Linked DNA regions of Eptesicus fuscus: region 1 is linked to region 2. A link is a contact called in public Hi-C data. All regions are on one chromosome and are shown on one strand. Each heading gives the region's core, a stretch centred on a gene start, on an enhancer-like site or on the middle of the called end of the contact. The rest is flanking DNA. Distances are from core to core; before and after follow the strand shown.

Region 1 (4,167 bases), core at 1,352-3,851, 300 kb before region 2:
GGTGGGGGCGAGCAGGCCGGCAGGCAGGTGAGTGGTCCTGGATTGTGAGAGGGGTGTCCCACTGCTGGTTTAGGCGTATCCCATAGGTATCAGGCCTAAACTGGCAGTCAGACATCCCCTGAGGGGTCCCAGATTGGAGAGGGTGCAGGCCAGGCTGAGGGACACCCACCCCCATGCACGAATTTTGTGCACCGGGCCACTATACTAGGATGATATAAAAAGTACTAATGTAGCCGAAACCGGTTTGGCTCAGTGGATAGAGCATCGGCCTGCGGACTCAAAGGTCCCAGGTTCGATACCGGTCAAAGGGCATGTACCTTGGTTGCGGGCACATCCCCAGTAGGGGGTGTGCAAGAGGCAGCTGATTGATGTTTCTCTCTCATCGATGTTTCTAACTCTCTATCCCTCTCTCTTCCGCTCTGTAAAAAATCAATAAAATATATTAAAAAAAAAAAAGTACTAATGTAACTTCCATATCTATAGATTTGGGGGTACCTTAGCTTATTGTTATTGAATATTACTTTCCAGCAACCAAATGAAATAAAATTAAATTATTTTAGGTTTTTTCCAAAACTATCTCCACAAAAGAATTTCTCTATATTGCATGATTTAGCATATGTCATGTGTCAAGTTTTTATTTTTTTAATTTCTCAAATTTATTATTTGGATATAAGCATATATATGACCTTCCTATTCCTCCATTTCCTGCCTTAAAAATACATAGCAAGAAAAAGTGACTATAAAAGGATGCATCTTTGGATGCTGAAAAAAGGAGATTTGGTGGTGTTTCTATAAGCACAGGGAATTAAAATTTCCGTTGTAGGCATTAGCAACATAACAAAACTCATTCATTAGGTCATAAAATTGCAAAAAGTACTCTAAAAAGTGTAGGGAAAATATGGAATCATTTATTTCAAGTTTGATAAGCACTCAACCCATCAAAATTCACAAGATATTGTGAACTGCTTCCAAGTGCTACCTCATTAACCCATCCTGATCACATTCAATAGCCTGATCTCTGTAAGACACATGGGAGAGAGAAAAAGATCAGCGAAAATACTGTACAGCAACCCAACCTCTCTCCCAAGACTTTGGACTTCCGCTAAAGGCCCTTTCTTTCTTCTGCCCAGAAAATGGAAGAACTAAATAATATTAGGGTCATATCAACATCCTGCAGGCTTTTGTAGCTGCTAAAAGGGACTCTGCTTCCCTATCTCATTGCTGCATCTCTAGGTCTAGATGAGGAACTAAGAATTAGCATCTATTGCTTAGGTCTCTACCTTATTAAAAAACTAGTGATGTCTCCCCAACTTTTTTAGAATATAAATACTCTTAAAGGATGTTTGTATTAAGCTAGCCTATCAGAATTAAATATCCTTGTCTTCCATAATTAATTTATATAATAACTCTTCTCAGTTTCCCTAGTTAATGCTGGAAGCACAAAGGCATGCCTTCTCACTCCTGGCTTTTCCTTTCCCTAGACCTCTCCCCTCCCATGCCTGTTCCCTTTCTCTATGGGAGTGTTATCCTCAACATGTTGTAATTGATGAAACCACATGGCATGTTTTCCAAAGGGGCTTTACCATTTTACATTCTTATCAGCCAATTTCTCCCCATTTTTGTCAACACTTGTTATTGTCTTTTTTATTATTATAGCCATCCTAGTGGATGATGCCTCAAATAATTTTCGTCAAAGTCTTTATGCTACACATTGAGTTCATTCAACTTAAGGAAACTGACATATTAACTAATTCCAAAGCCAGTTTTCATTCCTAAATCAATCAGCCATTTATACTTTCTCCAAAAATAAAATCCCTCACTCATTTTCAATTCAAACCGACATTTTCATCCTCATGAAATCCATTCCCCTCTTCAGCTCAACTTGTATGTTACACGGGGAGTAAAACAAAGAGAGAAGAAAAAAGTAAGGGCCCTCCTCATAACTTTGCAGCCTGAAAACATGTCCCATCATCCTGGGTGTTTCACTGATTCTCTGTTATGATCTTATGGGATTTTCCTGAAGAAGCCACCAAGAGTCTCTCACAAAGTCTGAGAATGGATAAAACAAGGTAGTGAAAATATATTATTTCCACCCTCCTACACCATACATAAGTCTAAGGGCTAACACAAGCTATGCTGTCAACAGAAATATTTCTCAAGACAGAGGAAAAACAGAAGCTTACTATATTGCCTTGCGTAAACAAGGTTTCACACACCTATTATTTCAAAAAATTCCTTTCAGTTGGGTCCTGTAAATGCTTTTACACTCAATATAATTAGGACTTCACATAGGTAAGGGTTATGCTTTTCTTTTCTTTTAAATAAGTGCAATTATCAAAAGGAATATGAAAAAAAAAAAGAAAACCAGCGGGAAGCTTGGACTTCAGGACCTTTTTTATTCCAAAATTTCTCCACCTTCTCAACTGTCACCCAAGCCAGGCCCTGACTCGCCCACAGCGAGGACTATTTGGCTGTTTGAATCGGCGCTAAGCAACGCGCTCCAAATCCAGATTGACAGTACCATTGACCAATCACAGAACCAGATTTCCTCTGGCTGTTGCCTGGGAGACACAGTCCTGAGCAGATAGGGGCGGGCCAAGCAAAGGGACGTTAGAAACATCACCCACCCAGCCTCCAGCAGCATAAAGTGGTTCTTCAGCATTGTGGTTGTATTGTCAAGATGTCTCTTTCTAAGAAGTTAACTTTGGACAAACTGGATGTGAAAGGCAAGCGAGTCGTTATGAGAGTAGACTTCAATGTTCCCATGAAGAACAACCAGATTACCAACAACCAGAGAATCAAGGCTTCAATCCCAAGCATCAAGTTCTGCCTGGATCATGGCGCCAAGTCAGTAGTTCTTATGAGTCACCTAGGTCGACCTGATGGTGTCCCCATGCCTGATAAATACTCCCTGGAGCCTGTTGCTGCTGAGCTTAAATCCTTGCTGGGTAAGGATGTCCTGTTCCTGAAGGACTGTGTGGGCCCAGAAGTGGAGAAAGCCTGTGCAAACCCAGCCACTGGCTCAGTCATCTTGCTGGAGAATTTACGCTTTCATGTGGAGGAAGAAGGGAAGGGCCAAGATCCTGCAGGAAATAAGCTTAAAGCTGAGCCTCAGAAAATAGAAGCCTTCCGTCAGTCACTCTCAAAGCTAGGGGATGTCTATGTCAATGATGCCTTCGGCACTGCTCACCGGGCCCACAGTTCAATGGTGGGAGTGAATCTGCCCCAGAAGGCGTCTGGATTCCTAATGAAGAAGGAGTTGGAATACTTTGCCAAAGCCTTGGAAAACCCAGAGAGACCCTTTCTGGCTATACTTGGTGGAGCCAAAGTAGCAGACAAGATCCAACTTATCAAAAATATGCTTGACAAGGTCTGTCATATGATTATTGGTGGTGGAATGGCTTACACCTTCCTTAAGGTACTCAACAACATGGAGATTGGTGCTTCCTTGTTTGATGAAGAGGGAGCCAAGATTGTCAAAGATATCATGGACAAAGCCCAGAAGAATGGTGTGACCATTACCTTGCCTGTTGACTTTGTCACTGCTGACAAGTTTGAAGAGAATGCTAAGGTTGGCCAAGCCACTGTCGCATCAGGCATACCTGCTGGCTGGATGGGTTTGGACTGTGGTCCTGAGACCAACCAGAAGTATGCTCAAGTTGTAGCCGAAGCCAAGCTAATTGTGTGGAATGGACCCGTAGGGGTATTTGAATGGGATGCCTTTGCTAATGGAACCAAAGCCCTCATGGATGAAGTTGTGAAAGCCACTTCCAGGGGCTGTATTACCATTATAGGAGGTGGAGACACTGCCACCTGCTGTGCCAAATGGAACACCGAAGATAAAGTCAGCCACGTGAGCACTGGAGGAGGAGCCAGTCTAGAGCTTCTGGAAGGTAAAGTCCTTCCTGGAGTGGATGCCCTCAGCAACCTGTAACTGACAAAGTATTCCTTCCTACTGTTTCCTGCCCACAAGCCTTTGCCAAGTTAGTGCTCTTACATCTCAACTCGACCTTTGTTAAAATCTACCCCTGTATCAAGATCCAGGCAAATGACCAAGCGATGAGCTATCAGGAACTCTTAACATCAGCACAGAAATGCAGTTCAATTTTAGTTCTGTCATGCATTTACCTACTCTCGTAAAGATCTCATTTGAACTTGACCATTGTG
Region 2 (4,708 bases), core at 107-2,606:
CCCACAGCTCCTAGGAATAAGAATTTTGAATGGCCATTAACCACGTGACTGTCCTCAAGCTGTGTATGTGGAAGTAGACAGGAGTTTCACCTAACTTGGCACCAAGAGGGTTAAGAGTGGGTTAAGAAGTCCTATTTCAGCTGTAAATGGGCCATTAGCAAGTGGTTAAGCTGTGCCTTTTGTAGAAAGTGATTGGGATCTGCTAATCAGCCTGCCACCAATTATGAGGTATACATCCAAGTTACACTTGCAGAGTGAGAGGTTCTACCCCACATCTCTTCCTACGGGGCTGAACAGTGGCATCTAGTGGTTTGTTTTGAAATAAGCAAGTTCAAAACAAGTTGAAACTTCCACCTTAGTATTTCTCCTCAGGACATTCTCAGCCGTACATTTTATCTCAGGAATAACACAGCACTCCAACTTTCAGTATTGGGGTTATTGTGTGATATATGCTTGCACAGGGCCAATCAAAAACTTTTTGTAAACTTTTGAAAATCAAAATGTAATAGAAACACTACAAAGGCTTATGTTTTGGGGGGTTCCTCATTGCTCAAGGTTTCATCCTGGAATGAGCAAATTTAGAAAGTGAATTAGAAGAGGCTGCAGTGGGAAATAAGGAAGTTGCTTTCTGCTTTGGGAAACTTGAAATCCAAATCTTCCTGTGGATGAATTGTGAGTTACAACCAAAGTTCTTTTCCAAATGGCCCCTCAAAAATCCAGCTCTTAAAATTATGTAGTTAAGTTTCTATGTTCCTTTGTACTTAATACCCTAATATCAACACTATGTATTCTCTTAAAATACACTAAACCTGATAGAGATTTTTTTTTGGACAATTTGTATAATTTTAAAAAATACCTATAATCTGGAAAATTTTTAAATATTCTATATATTTAAAATATTGATGGAGTAATCTGTCTATCTATCTATCATCTATCTACCTATCTATCTATTATCTACCTATCTATTGTAAACTCCATACAATATCTTCTCTTAGTTCAGACCTTTATAAAAATTGCTAAGAAGCAGTAAAATGAATAGGATTTGGCCTTCAACTTCATAGTCACTTCACCCAAGGGAGGAGTGAAGTAGCCCAAAGAGGGTAGCATGATGAAGAAATGAAATAATGTAGTCATGGATAATCAGCACACTGAATAATTAAATATTGACATATTTAGGTAGTCGAAAAGAATGTTAAAATGTTCTCCAGTTATTAATTAGACAACCAAGCATGACTTGGGAACTTGTTTTTTATTTTACAAGTGGCATGGTTATGAGATGGTTCAAGTTGTCTTAGTCAGGTTTGTTGAGATCACTCCCAATTTGCTTTTCAGACTCTTGGTTGCCTGAGAACAGCATGGCGTTAAACCACACTGCCCTGCCCCAGGACGAGGGCCTGCCACACTATCTTCAAGACGGAGACCCCTTTGCTTCCAAACTTTCCTGGGAAGCGGATTTAGTGGCTGGATTTTACTTAACAATAATCGGTAAGCTTCCTTAATTTTTCTGTGCAAAAGCTGCATCTAGAAAATTCCTGGGCTGATATGTTGATTTTGCACCATGATTCCAACTCTCATGTGGATATTTTGAATGGAGGTGAAAAGTGGGAGGAAGGCAGAAGATGGGATGGATTCTCTATTATCTTTATTCTTAGAAATAAATATTCCCTTTATGACTCAAAGAATTTTACAGCAAAAAAAGAAAAATTACCTTGAGACTACACTTCATATTCAATGTTTTGGTAGTAAGATTGTCTTCTGAATGAGAAAATGAGTGATAATGAGCTCTTATTTAAATACAGTGCTTTTGCTTGCTAAAAAATGCTTTGATATAATAAAAATATTATAAGCTTAGAATGGACCATGATAAAGTAATTTGGGTGAGAGTTGAAAAGATGGCTTGGTAATAAAAAGTCCAGGGCCAAAGGCTTTTGTGCATAATCCACATTGGCTTCCAGACTGTGTCATCCAATGCAGTGGCCACGTGGGTCCTGAGCACCCACCTGAGCTGTGACTTTTCCAAACTGAGATGCACTATAATGTAAACACACACCAGACACTGAAGACTTAGTACCAGAAAAACAATGTAAAATAGCTCATTAATCAGTTTTTTAAAATGATGACATGTCCTACCTATAATATTTTGGATATATTAGGTTAAGTAAATATTAAAATTAATTTAGTACTATTTTTACTTTGTTTAATGTGACTACCAGAAAAAAATGTAACTACATGTGTGGCTCACATTTCTGGTTTACATTATATTTCTATTGGGCAGCACTAGTCTAGGCACTCAGAATTCAACCATAATGCCTTTCTGAAATTTAAAATTGTTTCAGATTTGAGCAACCAGTGTACAGGTGGGTTATGTCTTTAGGTGTGTCTGCCTTTCATCTTTTCAGATGTTGGGTCAAGCTTTCTCTTTCTCTCTCTCCCTCCCTCCCACCCTCTCCCTCACTGACCTTCTCTTTCTCTCTCTCTCTTTCTCTCCCTCTCTCTTGTCTATTTATTACTGGATAAGAATTTTATTTAAACTCCTGAAATTAGCAAAACTCACTAGAAAAGTCTGGAGACCCCTCTAGGGTCACTGCCTGAGTCAAAAGAAATTCTGCTGCAAAGGGATTCCCTGGGTCCTTGGCTTTATTCGAGGTAATTATGAAACTGATTTAAATTCTATATTTTATAAACGGGCCTCCACATCCTTTCACACACAAATAGATACCGAATGCCCATTCTTCACCACAGTTTAAGTTACTTGGAAAACAGCAGTGAATAAAGTGGGCAAACTCTCTGCCCGCATGGGGACGATCTATCTGGAAATAAAATCCACATGGCATTTTTATTAAGCATAAGTACTTTCAACAATGAGAAAACCAGAAAAATAGACATCATATAACTTGAATTTGTCTCAATTAGTTGCAAGAAATGAATTAAAAAGTAGCATTTTTAACCTGACCAATTTCCCCAGGCAACACAAATTAGGGAGGGAGAGCTGTCCATTCCCCACCCTGGCAGGAGAAACCAGGGAGAAGAGGCAACTAGAGTGGCTGTGAGTGGAGGAATCCAGAGAATTTCTCACTTGATGCACCTGGGGTTGGAGCTAGAAAAAAGAAGTCCAAAAAGAGTCCCCAAAAGGATCATCAAGTGACTTAGGGAGCTGGGGGTGGAGCCGAGACATGTTCCAGAACATTCAGTTTAGTTAGGGCCAGCTGGAGGGAGGTGGATTCATACTAGGCCCAGGTCTTGGGCTTAATACTGTGCCTGGTTTTCAGACCCTTCTAGGGTAGGTTTACAGGATGTGCCCAGATTCCTTTTAAGGAACCAGAGTAGAATGACATTCTTGGTGGGCTTTGTTAAATACTGGAAGTCTTAGGGAAAACTGGGAGATGAAGAGATAAAACTGGAATGGAGGAGAAATAAACTACAGACCCATTCCCATCCTCTACTCTTTTACTATGACTTAGTTTATTATCTGTCAATATATGAGAGTTTATATATTTTCGTATTCATAGAAAGAGTCAGGATTTTCATCATATAAAAATGTTCCCCCTTTAGTCTTTATTTTCCTAACCTGATTTCCCTTAACAATCCTTTAAAACCAGTTTGCATTCTCTTGATACCCCCCTGCAGCTAAGATTGCCTGTGGAATAATCTAAATGCAACTCTTAGTGAGTTGACTATATATGGATAATGCTTTGGGCACTGGGTGAAACCTAATGAATCAGAGGTAGTTAAGAAAGGAAAAGCAAGAAAACCAATAATCTCAAAAATATATAGAGATATAGAAAGACAAAGGGTATTTAAAGACAAAGGGAACTTTGTGTTTCAAATGCATATGCATGCTTATTTCAATCTCTTTGGATACCAAGTAGATGGCATCTGTTTATAATTTTTCAAGTCATGTTTTCACATTTCAATTTCCCAGTGTGCCTTGCTAGCTGATTTCCTTTCATGAGCTATAGGTTTCACTGTAGTGGGTTTACTCAAGAATTCCTCCATATTCATTTCTATTTTTAACTCTTCTGCCTTAGGATAGCTAAAGAGAGTTTAAGGGACCATTAAGCAGCCCTATTCTGGGGATCAGAACTTCCTAAGAGCACAGGGCAGCTAGTTCCTGGTGGTTTCATACCATCAGCTGAAACGCACACTTTTCTCCTTGCCTCCCAAATGAATTGTAGTGGAGAGGTAGGAATTAAAATAGAAAACTCTGGGTTTCTCCTGTTAATACTCTCCTTATTCCTTACTACTAAAGGCAGCTGTACAAGATTCTCATTTATACACAGCTACACTATGAAGCAAGAATTCCTGAAGAAATCTACTCTACATGTTAAGCTATGGAAGTAGGTGTATTCTTTTCTTAAATAAAGTCAGTAGGGATTTGGGTCATTTTGGATTTAAACTGGGTTTGTAAGAACTTTGGAATAGTTTCATTGTAATGCCACAGTCAATTAGTCATTAAATGAAAGGATATTAAAAAACAAGTGGGAACACGTTGATACCATTGTTGGTAGGTTGGTGGTTGAGGGTCACTTTCTCTCCCTTTGGTGGGAGGGGAGAGCCCATATTACCAATTGTCACCCACTTCCCCTCTATACCTATTCCAGTAGCAGCTGCAGACACCAATGTCCACGTGTCCTCAGGAGGCTGTGGTCCTGGGGCGTGTCCCTAGGAGATGCCCTTTCCTGGCTGGGGGCCATGCCAGCTTCATCTG

The links. Hi-C and Micro-C count contacts between places; a contact is called where the count stands out from the background.
Region 1: a Hi-C map of liver shows a contact between it and region 2, with 4 times the contacts expected there. The contact joins the promoter of PGK2 here to the promoter of OPN5 in region 2. A contact is called at or near these places in 2 of 2 Hi-C or Micro-C datasets (liver and muscle).

What each region holds. Positions count from the first base shown.
Region 1 is chr10:18,420,072-18,424,238 of DD_ASM_mEF_20220401, reverse strand. It overlaps PGK2 (phosphoglycerate kinase 2), which reads left to right and starts at 2,601. Exons shown (of 1, transcript XM_008153198.3): 1 at 2,601-4,167. The coding sequence starts at 2,681. The coding sequence ends at 3,934.
Region 2 is chr10:18,113,715-18,118,422 of DD_ASM_mEF_20220401, reverse strand. It overlaps OPN5 (opsin 5), which reads left to right and starts at 1,356. Exons shown (of 6, transcript XM_008153205.2): 1 at 1,356-1,485. The coding sequence starts at 1,356.